Regions from separate parts of the Sus scrofa genome. Here region 2 is linked to region 1. A link is a contact called in public Hi-C data. All regions are on one chromosome and are shown on one strand. Each heading gives the region's core, a stretch centred on a gene start, on an enhancer-like site or on the middle of the called end of the contact. The rest is flanking DNA. Distances are from core to core; before and after follow the strand shown. Region 1 overlaps SKP2 (S-phase kinase associated protein 2). Region 2 holds the start of RANBP3L (ran-binding protein 3-like).

Region 1 (6,020 bases), core at 1,879-4,378:
GCTGTTAAGGCATTTAGCAGCAGACAGTATTTCAAAGACGAAATGATAGGTGGGAGTGAGAAGAGGAGGGATGGCAGATGAAAGAAGAAGAAATGTTCCTGCAGCAGCACTGGGAAGGAGCCTTGGCGAGGAAGGAAATCCTCCCAGGCTCTTGGAAGACACTCAGGTGTTTGACGTGAGAAAGGAGTCAGCTGGGCACCACGGGCTGGTGGACCAATGATCAGTCCCAAGTCAAAAACCAGAAAAAGTCTTTGACATTTTAAGGAGACACCCCCTGCCCAAAAGCCTCTTGTATGGGTATCACCTACGACACAGCAGAACACTCTGAAAATACAACGGAAGAGACTGAAAAGCAAACGAAGGGACAGAACCTAGAAACGAATCATTTAAAAGCCATAATTTCTAACTTAAGAAGGATAAAATGATGCTGATGGCTGTTTAGTTTTAGTAAACAAAAGATATTTATAAACCTTTTCCCAGGTTCACGCCTCTACCTCATCTACATGATCCTGGTTGCCTCATAAAACCTTAAATTCCTTAACTATAAATCCTCCCACAACAATTGTTGCTGCTTGTCTCTCCTAATCTCAGATCAGATTACTATCTCCAGCTTGGGTTTCTTACTTAAATGAGAACTATGGAATAATTGGAACGCTTGGATATACGATATCAGACCAGGGAAGGAGCAAGGGAATAAATATAAGGCTCCTGGTCTAAAGGTGAAAAATCCACAGTCTCCCAAGTACTTCAAAGCATTATCATTACGGAAGAAAGAACCTCAAATTTCAATTTCCCACTTCTGAGATAAGAAGTGAAAATTCTTGGGCCTTCTCGTTGCGGCTCAGCAGGTTAAGAACCCAACTAGTATCCATGAGGATGTGGGTTTGATCCCTGGCCTTGCTCAGTGGGTTAAGACTCTGGTGTTTCTGTGAGCCGTGGCATAGGTGGCAGATGCGGCTCGGATCTGGCGTTGCTGTGGCTGTGCTGTAGGCTGGCAGCTGCAGCTCCGATTCAACACAGAGCGTGGGAACTTCCCTATGCCAGGGGTGTGGCCCTAAAACAAACAAACAAAAACAGAAAGGAAAATTCTTTAGCAAAAATGACTTTCTGGAAATTCCAGCTGAAGATCCTAAGAATCCTTACTAGGTATTTCTTTCCATCAGTTGCTGCAATGACTGAAATTAGAAACAGTTTATCTTGCAAACTTTTAAGGACAGGGTACTAGCAAATTCATCTTAATGGAGTCACAAAGTAAACCAGTATACTCTTTATGTAATGTCTAAAGAAACATATCTTTTATCTTAAAGTTCAAGTCAGCACCTTTCTGTGGTCTGTTCTATTCTGGTGATCTGACTTGTCACTAAACTCCCTGATGCCTCTGTTTCCCTCATTTCAAGACAATATCTAAACAAATCAGTTACAATGCAGTGAGGGTTCACACCTAGATCTGTGACTTCCGGCTCACCCTTGAACCATCATTTCACACTGCCTGCAGATATTACTACGCAAGCACTGCCATCCCACTGGATAAAAATATTATAATGTGAGGGCTCACAGCTTCTCTTTAACCCCTGCTCAAGGGAAAGCATTTGGGTATTACCTGCTTTAACTCTCGAGAGAGAAAGAATAAAAGTAGGACGCATGGGTAGTCTCCTGAGAAAAGCAACCAAAAAAGGATGATCACTGCACTCCTCGGGGGCTCCACTGTCAATGAAGCTGGAGCCCAGATGGCAAGGACAGGAAAGGAGGGATGACAGAGCAACCTTTTTAGTGGACACTCCAGGCTCCAAGGACTTCTGGGTACTAGAAAATTCACATGGCAGATTTTTTTTTTTTGTCTTTTTAGGGCCACACTCATGGCATATGGAGGTTCCCAGGCAAGGGGTCGAATCGGAGCTACAGCTGCCGACCTACACCACAGCCACAGCCATGCCAGATCCGAGCCGCATCTGCGACACACAGGACAGCTCACAGCAACACTGGATCCTTAACCCACTGAGCGAGGCCAGGGATCAAATCCGAAACCTCATGGTTCCTAGTTGGATTTGTTTCCACTGCGCCACAATGGGAATTCCAGGAGATTTTAATAAGAGTTTCATGTACATGAGTTTGGCCTCTAACATATGAAAGCCCTGGAACTAAATACTGGCAATCCCTTTTAGGCAGTGCTTTTCCAAATGAGATAGCAGCTCAGACCCTGAGCCCTAAGATCAATTAAAGTGATTTATTAAAAAATATAATTACTGGATTCCCTAATTCTACTAGTTAACTCCATATAGCTGAAGGATCTGATTTATTCATTAATTTTTAAAACTAACTTACAAGCTCCAAACCAGTCAGGTGAGGACTAACTACATAAATTCTTTGTTCAAATTCACCACCCTTCTTTGGTATGAACCACAAGTCTGATTACCTTCATATGGAAAGGAAGCTTAGGTGAGGTCAGCAGCCCCACTCAGGGAATATTGGAGAGAATGAGAAAGGGGCCTCAGAACAAATCCAAGATGTTGACTTTTTTCTTTTCTTTTCTTTTTTTTTTAGGGCTGCACATATGGCACATGGAAGTTCCCAGGCAGGGGTCAAATCAGAGCTGCAGCTGCCAGCCTGCGCCACAGCCACAGCAACACCAGATCCAAGCTGCCATTTGCCACCTATGCTGAAGCAATTCTTAACCCACTGAGCAAAGCCAGGGATTGAACCTGCATCCTCACAGAGATTATGTCAGGTTCTTAACCCATTGAGTCACAATGGAAACTCTCCCAAGATACTGATTTCTTACGGTTTTCAATAAAATTGCAATATACTTATATTTAACGTGGGAGGAACTTTCCAGCCCTTTGAAATACAGGAAAACTTTTGGAAATGAGAGAGATGATATTATTCCCAGGATGGCTTGAGAATAACAATAATAGCACTTCTTAAAAGGAAGCCGGACCAGATTGCTTTTTTCTGTGCACTTCCTTGATTTTGTGGAAGTTGCTGAGCCGATACAAAATTAACCCCTGGAAGAACTACTATATTAGATACAGACTATTTTGTACCTGTCCAGGAGACCCAAGCTGTGGACCCAGCTCAGCTATTAACTCAATATTTAGCTTTGGCTAAATTGCTTCACTCTTTTGAACCTCACCACCCTCCACCCCCACTCCCCGCCACACCACCGCCTCCAGCTCACTTCAAAGAAAGCACCACTCTTACAATATTTACTAGTTAAATACTTCTATTTTTCCCATTCCCTGACCATCCAGGATAGACACCACTAGAAGACTGCAGAACTTCTCTAAGCTCAGATGAAGGGTTATGGAATTAACTGCAGTTGATTTGAAAAAATTCAGAAACACACACACAGTCTGCCTCTCTATTAAAATCTGAGCTTCGTGGGAGTAAAGGCTCTCTTCCTCTTTTGCAAGTACTAGTACAGTCTTCTAATATTTAAACCTGCTCCCAGCTAAATAAAGGTTTATTGACCTACTTCAATCAATTCAACTTTGCCAGACATTTTAAGGAAAAAAAAATCTGCCCTGGTTTTGCTAGTCTTTCCTCACTAGTTTGCGGTACTCTAATTTGATGTTTAAGTTGTAAACATCTGTTGTTAATAACACAGGGACAACTCTTTACACCAAGTGACACCTCTTTCCATCCTTGCTTTAAAAAATAAAGATACTTACAGTAAAGTTTCGGGTATTATGTCATAGCATCGACTGAGGGATAGGTGTTGGAGGTAGTTGAGCTGGTAAAATTCCTGAAAGCAGTCATTCTTCAGCATGACACTGTCACTGTAACAGAGTAGGAGAAAAAAGTCAAAATCTATCCATCAGTCCCAGAGGGAGAAGACAGGAACAGTCTCCTGCTTGGTTCCTTTGATTCAACACATTGAGATCCTTTCCTCATTCAATAAGGAATCATGATTTTTCAGCTTCTGCTCTAAGATAAATAAACAAAAAATACCTTAAATCTAGGTGGACCAGATTGGGACATCTTCCAACTAAGGTGGAGACATCTAGAAAAAAAAATATGGTCACTGTCAAATGAGGAACATGACAAGGATATCTGCTGTCAACACTTCACTTAACACTGTGCTAGGATTCGGAACAATGCGTTACAGTCACACACTATGAGGACAAATAAACAAAATTATCATCGTGGCATATAAGACTTTCCACCCAGAAAACCCAAGAGACTCATCTGAAAAACTACTGGAAACAGTAAGAGAACTAACTGTGTAAAAGGCCTGGTTAACAAACACCACAGCTTCTCTAGATGTCTAGCAATAGCTGCCTAGAAATATAATAGGGAAAAAAAAATCCCCATTTACTACAGCAAAAAGCAAAACCAAACACCACAATATATAAACAAATAACATATATGAACAAACAACATATCACAAAGGTATCATTCAAAATCAGTGAGTGAAATCAGGGATTTTAAAAAAATAATATGGCCACTACCACTGGAAAAAATTTATGTTTCCAATTCAAATAATACATCCAAATAAATTCCACATATATTAAAAACTTCTAAAGGCACAAATGTGGGTAAGTATTCACTGGATCTTGGGATAGGTATGGAGTTTCTAAACAAAAAAGAAAACATTAAGGGAACACTGATAAATAACTAAATAAAAATGTAAAAACTCTACCATGTTAAAGCAAAATAGCACACAAGTAGAATTAACAAAGTAAGAGAAAACGGAGAATAAACGTTTCCAACATACATTTAGCAGAGAGCTAATGGTCTTAATATGCAGAGTATAAAAAAAGACAAACAATAGAACATGGGCAAAGAACACAGATACCTTTTATAAAATACAGAAATAATGAAAATGGAGCAAGAAATGGGAAATAAAATCAAAATATTACTCTTCTGCTATCAAGTGGAAAAAACTCTATTATAATAACCCAATTGATGAAATATAATATAGCAGGTACCTCATATACTAAAAGTGGATATCTAATTTTACACAGCCTTTCAGAAGAACTGGTTTTTTTGTGAGGATGAATGGATTTGTTTTAAGTGTTCAGGACATTACACACTTTACTCTCTGGCCAGTAATTCCACTTTTAGAAAAATAATTAGAGATGTGCATTAAATAATTAGAGATGTACATTAAAATAGTCATTGTAATGAGTGTTATAAAAGCCCTTCCCCCCAATTAGTTTAAGGGGTCAAACTTTATCCATTCTACGGAACACGATGCTAACAACAGCTACTAAAAAGCTTTTGAATAACATTTCATGACATGAAATAATACTCAGTATATACCGTATGGTGAAAACAAGACAAAACATATACAATGCATTACAATCTCAATGTGGTTCAAACACACAAACTCACATACCCGGAGACAGAGGGTGGGGTTGGAAGGCTGAAAGGAAATACACCCAAAGGTTGACGCCATTACCAAAGGTGGTGGGATCGGAGATAACTTTTCAGAATTTGGAAAAAATCATACACGGTCGTTGGTAAGCAGAAAATGAATCAGTTACGAGGCATTTACTTTAAAAAATATAGACGATTCTATTAATATTTGAGGGTTTTTCTTGCCTTCTCACAGCTCCACCTTCAGCTCCATCCCTTCCCCTAAATCCTAGACTTGCATTTCCAACCTTCTCCTCAACATATCCACTGGGCTATATGACAGCTACCCAGGCTTTTTTTTTTTTTGGGGGGGGTCCTTTTGTCTTTTAGGGCTGCACCAGCAGCACATGGAGGCTCCCGGACTAGGGGTCAAATTGGAGCTGCAGCCGCCCGCCTCCACCACAGCCACAGCAATGCAGGATCTGAGCCTCGTCTGTGACCTACACCACAGCTCACGGCAATGCTGGATCCTTAACCCACTGTGCAAGGCCAGGAATTGAACCCTCGTCCTCATGGATGCTAGTCGGGTTTGCCAACCACTGGGCCATGACGGGAACTCCAGCTATCTCAAGCTTATGCCTGACACCAGATACTTGATTTCTCCCCTAAATCTGCTCCTTCCCTAGTCTTCCCAACCTTAGTAAATGGGAACTACACTGATT
Region 2 (6,101 bases), core at 641-3,140, 120 kb before region 1:
AGCCTAGATTTTCAAATACACCTCCAAATTCTACTCAGATGTTTAGTTTTAAATCTATTTTTTCTCCTTAAGCTTTAGGCAAAGACAAAACAGGATACCTCTTCCTTTCCCAGGCCTTTATATTCACAGAGGGAGTGTTAAATACTTTCTCGTACTGCTTACCAAACATTTGTTTCATTTGACAAACGAAGACACAAACCCAGAGATGTTAAGGACCTAGTTCAAGGTTATGCAGTAAACTAGTTGGAGCACTGGGGCTAGAAGGCTGGCTGTTTTAGCCTCTACGGTCAGCTGACCATTCCTTTTCTTCTCTTTTTCCCCCAGCTTTACCTCCATCATAAGAAGGAAAAACAGAGGAATCTAGGGGATTTTTTTGGAATCACTAGATCCTACATTAGGGCCTATAATTTCTTATTATAAAATATTTTTTAAAAATCCATTTCTCGGAGTTCCCATCGGGCACAGTGGAAATGAATCTGACCAGGAACCATGAGGTTGTGGGTTCGATCCCTAGCCTCGCTCAGTGGGTTAAGGATCCAGTGTTGGTGTGAGCTGTGGTGTAGGTCGCAGATCTGTGGCTCTGGTGGAGGCCAGCGGCTGTAGCTCCGATTAGACCCCGAGGCTGGGAACCTCCATAGGCCCCTGGTGCAGCCCTAAAAAGACAAAAAGACCAAAAAAAAAAAAAAAAAAAATCCATTTCTCTCAAGGGCTGCCTTACAGTTTTGTGGGGTGTTTGATTTACTCATATAAATAATATGCTTAGTGAGGGCCCACAACTTGATAGACTCTGGATGGCTTTATGTAATTCAGGAAGGAGATACCTCAGCCTCTGACCATGACCGTCGTGAAGCAGAAGATAAATATCAGCCCTTCAAAGCAGAAATGATGGTTCTCTAATAACAGAAATCTCTTTCCAAGTAGCTTGAACATCTCTATACCCTGTTACTCTCTGAGGGACCTAAAAAACCACAATGGAGTGTTTACTAAAACAGTGAAAGCAGTATAATAAAAGTCATAAGAATTGTGAGAGCAGTGGCACATTTCACAAGAGTTAGCACAGCTCAGAGTAAACTTGGGAACTGTTAATTGCCTCAAAGTGAAGTGAGGATGCTCATCTGGATCTGGCTAGGAGGCAACTTTCTAGTTAGGGTGTCAAGTTTTGCACCAACTTCCAAATGTGCACAGGAAGCTGCAGGATCCAGAATTTGAGGCTAAACAGCTCTATCTCCTTCGTCCTTGCCCACCACTTCATTTCTTTTTTTTTTTTTTTTTTTTGTCTTTTTGCTATTTCTTGGGCCACTCCCGTGGCATATGGAGGTTCCCAGGCTAGGGGTCGAATCGGAGCTGTAGCCACCAGCCTACGCCAGAGCCACAGCAACTCGGGATCCGAGCCACGTCTGCAACCACTTCTTTTCTGAATCTACAAAGAGCTGTGAATCGTGAAGGGCAGGATCTATCAGCATTCATTACAACTTCAAAGGCAGCAGGCTTCCAGGTTCAATGAAAGGTGTTTAGGGGTTTTTTTAAGCAATAATGACATAGGCTATTTTTCAATGAAAAGTAAACTATTTTCTTTCTTTCTTTTTTTTCTTTTTGGGGCCGCACCTGTGGCATATGGAGGTTCCCAGGCTAGGGGTCGAATCGGAGCTGTAGCTGCTAGCCTATGCCACAGCCACAGCAACTCGTGATCTGAGCTGTGTCTGTGAACTACACCACAGTTCACGGCAATGCCAGATACTTAACCCACTGAGCGAGGCCAGGAATCGAACCTGCATCCTCATGGATGCTAGTCAGATTTTTTTCTGCTTAAAAAAAAAATAGTTTGGTGTGAACTCCCAAACTATTTTCAATATTTCAATGAAATGACCTATTTCAGAGCACACACACATACAGAAAACACTGGAAATAGCCTTGTCTCATGACCTAGAAGTAGCAATAGAGAATCTAAAGGGAAACAGAGATAGATCTCTGGAAAGATAAAGTTTAGTGTGTTTATTTTTCTTCCAGGGCTCCAGATAGTTGCCTTGGCAGGCAGACTGCTCTAAAACTGCCCCCCTTCTGAGGACTCAGAGGTGTTTACAGAAATCGAAAGTTCCAGCAGTACATTTCCATGAGCTCATTACCACTTCCTTTAGATTTTGCATGTACGAGGGAATATTCATGCAGTATAAACCCCTGCTTTGAGCTTTTGTTTTAATTACAAACAAAGCAGCACAAGTCAAATATGTGAATACTGCAACGTCAGAGCATCTTTTTAGAATCCTTGCTTTGGTCACTATTATTGAAAGCAACCCCAATGCCATTTCTTGCCTGTCTCTTTATGCTAATCGGCCTGGCCCACTCAGCTCCTCCCCCTTCCAGCCTCCCTTAAGAACTGTTCACTTTCAGCTGTCACGGAGGGTAACTTAAACCAGGCTTAGAATCACTTGATTTAACTCAGCAGCACTTTTTTTTTTTTTCTTTGTGTATGTATGACTCTAGCAGACATCTCTAAATACTCAGGACATTAGATTTCAAGTCCGCAGAGAGAGTCGAAAATTGCAAAACTGTAATCTGTTAGGAAGAGTTACTTTGCAGGATTTTATATTATAAGGGGGCATGTTTCAATGTGCTTTTAAATGGAAGAAGAATTAATTGTGCTTTTATCCAAATGAATTGGCATCTTTATATGCAGAAGAAGCTACAAGTTGGTAAACACATATTTTAAGAATCATGACTAGGAAACATTTGAAAATTCATTAGAGAAGTAAATATTTTTCCATGCAAGGACAGGATCTGCCTATACCTCTGTGGTTCTGGGTGTTGTGTGAAGACCACTGCAGGTGACTGGCCAAGGGAAGGAAATACCCTAGTGATACGGGAGCCACAGCCGTACTGCCAGCACCATGTCTACCATACAAAGCAAAGGCAGCAGCCACCTGTTCAACAGTTTGCACACCTGTAGATGGAAACTTCCAGAGGACCAGCAACATCAAGGTGAGTCAGGCTAATGGGTTGTGAGTTCTGTGATCTCTTGTGCATCTGCATACCTGGAAGGATGGTGGGCCGGGGAAGTACCTGGGGGATCTCTGTTGTGAAACGCTTTGTGATCTTAATATTTTTAAACTCTGAGAATAGATATAATAGTGATGCATAAGGGTGAGTTAACTTGGATTCAGCATCAGTTTTCAAAGGATCATGGAAGACTATCCAGAATGCATACTGGAATTGTCATTCTGAAACTTACATGCTTACACTTCCAGCCACTGCCATTTTTCGAGAGTATTTGCATTTTGTGTAGTTCAATACATTGATCTGGGCAAGGCTGTACAGGTGGAATTTGCTAAGAATGACTTGAAGTCTGGAACTTTCTCCTTTGTCCTACCATGGGACTTAAAGTTTAAACTTAATTTTTTTGGACTTAAAGTTTAAGCTTAATTTTGTCTGGCTCTCCGGCTCATTCATTCATTCATGGGCACAATAAATATATTCTTGACTCTTTCCCTTTTACGATTCTGGAACAGCTGGGGGCAGACAGGGAAAAGTGTCACATTTCACATGATGGGCACACATTCAAACTGAACTACCTAACTTCAGCCATTGTCACTATCAATCTTCTAAAATTTCAAGTCCACTACTCAGTCAGCTATATCAGTTAGTGGCAGAGGTTGACATGAATACGTAGGATGATGCCTCCAATCCATTCTGTCAGGGACACCAAGGACACCTGCAGAAAAGCCTGGGTGCTATCATGGATGACGATACCCCCCAGAGGCTAAGGATTTAACCCAGATACTTCTAACTTTTCCTCAATACCCTGGGATGGAGCCGTCTATGTATGGACCTAGGCTACAAGCTCTTTGCTTACTTTTCCATAGACACAGTTTTAGATTTCAGTGGGGTGGGCAGTGTTGGCTGTTTCACTTCCAAGGTGGCCACTGTGTGCTAACATTTGCGTGAATGTGTCAGTCGCCTCCCTACTTCAGTTCCAGGACGACATGCTCTACTCCTAGTTTAGTGTGAGTAGAAAGTACTTCATACTAAATGACAAAAAGAGAATACTTTTAAGGCCCCTTTGCACCATCAGGGCTAATATTTTGAACTGCCTTAGAATATAAAGTCCTAGAACGTGCCAGAGTTTACTCATAGCACTGTAAAATGTACTCCTCTATTAACAGACAATCCTAATTCCTCATAGGTTTTTTATTTGCTGCTCATTTTGTTTGAAATGTTTAAAGCTACCTCCCCTCCCCCACAATTGTTGACGACTATTTATTATAGAAACTTGGTAAGGAGGAGCATAAAGAAGATAGCAAACATCACCTGTAAAAATCACCACCCAAAGATAGCTGCTATTAACATTCTAATGTATAGTCTTCTAGCCTTTCCTTTCATGCACATGTACCGATTATTCTGTTGCTTAACTTGTTTAAACAAAAATACTTATTTTTTACATAGAGTTTGCAAGCTTTTTTTTTTTTTTCCTTTTTAGGGCCGTACCCACGGCATACGGAGGTTCCCAGGCTCGGGGTCTAATCGGAGCTACAGCTGCTGGCCTGTGCCACAGGCACAGCAATGTGAGATCTAAGCCTCATCTGTGACCTACACCACAATTCACAGCAATGCCGGGGATCCTTAACCCACTGAACGAGGCCAGGGATCGAACCCACAACCTCATGGTTCCTAGTCAGATTCATTTCTGCTACACCAAGATGGGAACTCCTGCAAGCTGTTTTTTAACTCAACAATAGATTATGAACAAATTCCCATGTATATATTCTTCTACACCCCTATTTTTAATAGTTGTATACTATTCCTTCCTATGAATGTAGCAAAATTCCCTTAGGCAATTCACTGCTCCTGGACATTTCATTGATTCTTAATTTTTCACTATCACAAACAACGCTACGTTTAACATACACTAATGGATAAGTCATTGCAGAGATAACATTATTTTCTTGGAATACATTCTTAGAGGTAGAATTGTGGGATCAAAACCCTTTGTATGTGTTTCTAAGATTTTTTTTTTTGAGAGGGGCAAATGGCCATCTCATCAGCAGTGCAGAGATATATTCTCAGTAATACTGGGTATTATTTTAAAAAATTTCTTTTTACAGCTTTATAAGTGGAAAATAGTATCCCACTGTTGTTTCAATTTAAGGCATGCTATCTTGATGGTCTCTCCCTTACTGGCCATATCCAAAGCAGCCTGGAAATATAATTATGATGACATACTTCCCAAAATATCAACAAGACTAGAAGTCTGGTCTCCTTTCACAGACCAAAGCTTTTGCCTAGAATGTTTTGAAAGCAACCATATTCTTCCACAGCCGAGTCTCAAAATATCTGCCCACATAAACCACGATCCATAAAGTTGTGAAGCATGCTAATTCAACCCAGACTGGTCACTGACTGCTACAAAAAAAATGTCATCTAGAGAACTGAGTTGACAAGTGACACTGGGCAGAGTTTTCTTTCCAGTTACTGCCCTGGAATTTAGTGTTCATTCAGTGCAGTGGCCCTGACTTTTCTATATTTGCATCTTGCTATGATGCAAAGTTCAACAAAGGTCCAAGGAAGCAAAGCCATTCGTTTCAGAGAGTGAGGTCTGGCTGTGGATATATTCACTGAGGTAATCTGAGTTTGTGGCTTTGGCCCGCCCTGAGCCAGACTAAGATTCCAGCATACAGGCCAGGATTAATTCACATTACACTCTTCGGAGGCATGACCAGATTCGACACACACATACTTTCCAACCCTCCATGCTAGAGGCAATAGTGCTTTATGTTGCCTCTGAAGTATTTAACTCTTTCTACCCAGTCACTCACAGAATTTACTTTTTCAGTGACCACATAGATAAAAGTCACTTATTCTTCAGCAATTATCTGGACATTGACGATGCAAAACACTGTCAGATGCTGGGTATGTACATTGAACTAAGTCGACTAAGCCATGTGGTTTCCTGTCCACACAGACTTTACACTCTATGGCAACGGATGCTATACTAGTCCAGAACAGAAGTCCAGAAGGCTCCTCTTCCTATTGTTGTTCAATCTATGATAGTTCAAATCCATTGATCTATAACACTGATCTGAGACCACATTTGTAGACACTAATTTATA

What was found. A called contact is a pair of places that touch in the nucleus more often than the background predicts.
Region 2: a contact with region 1 is called in a Hi-C map of liver, with 2.2 times the contacts expected there. The contact joins the promoter of RANBP3L here to the enhancer-like site in region 1. A contact is called at or near these places in 1 of 5 promoter capture datasets (liver), 16 of 47 Hi-C or Micro-C datasets (alveolar macrophages, embryonic fibroblasts, fetal heart ventricle and 9 more) and 2 of 2 datasets of contacts at active chromatin or transcription factors (alveolar macrophages and skeletal muscle).

Annotation. Positions count from the first base shown.
Region 1 is chr16:21,491,974-21,497,993 of Sscrofa11.1, reverse strand. SKP2 (S-phase kinase associated protein 2) reads right to left here. Exons shown (of 10, transcript NM_001171755.1): 8 at 3,949-4,000; 9 at 3,669-3,776. Among named protein-coding and RNA genes, the nearest start is that of SKP2, 32 kb to the right of the region's middle. Within about 2 kb of position 3,128, at least 3 of the 83 cell types and tissues checked have an H3K27ac peak or open chromatin away from gene starts, as enhancers often do. A contact at or near this core is called in fetal liver and liver, where this site is marked.
Region 2 is chr16:21,608,178-21,614,278 of Sscrofa11.1, reverse strand. It overlaps RANBP3L (ran-binding protein 3-like), which reads left to right and starts at 1,890. Exons shown (of 16, transcript XM_021076595.1): 1 at 1,890-2,976. The coding sequence starts at 2,886.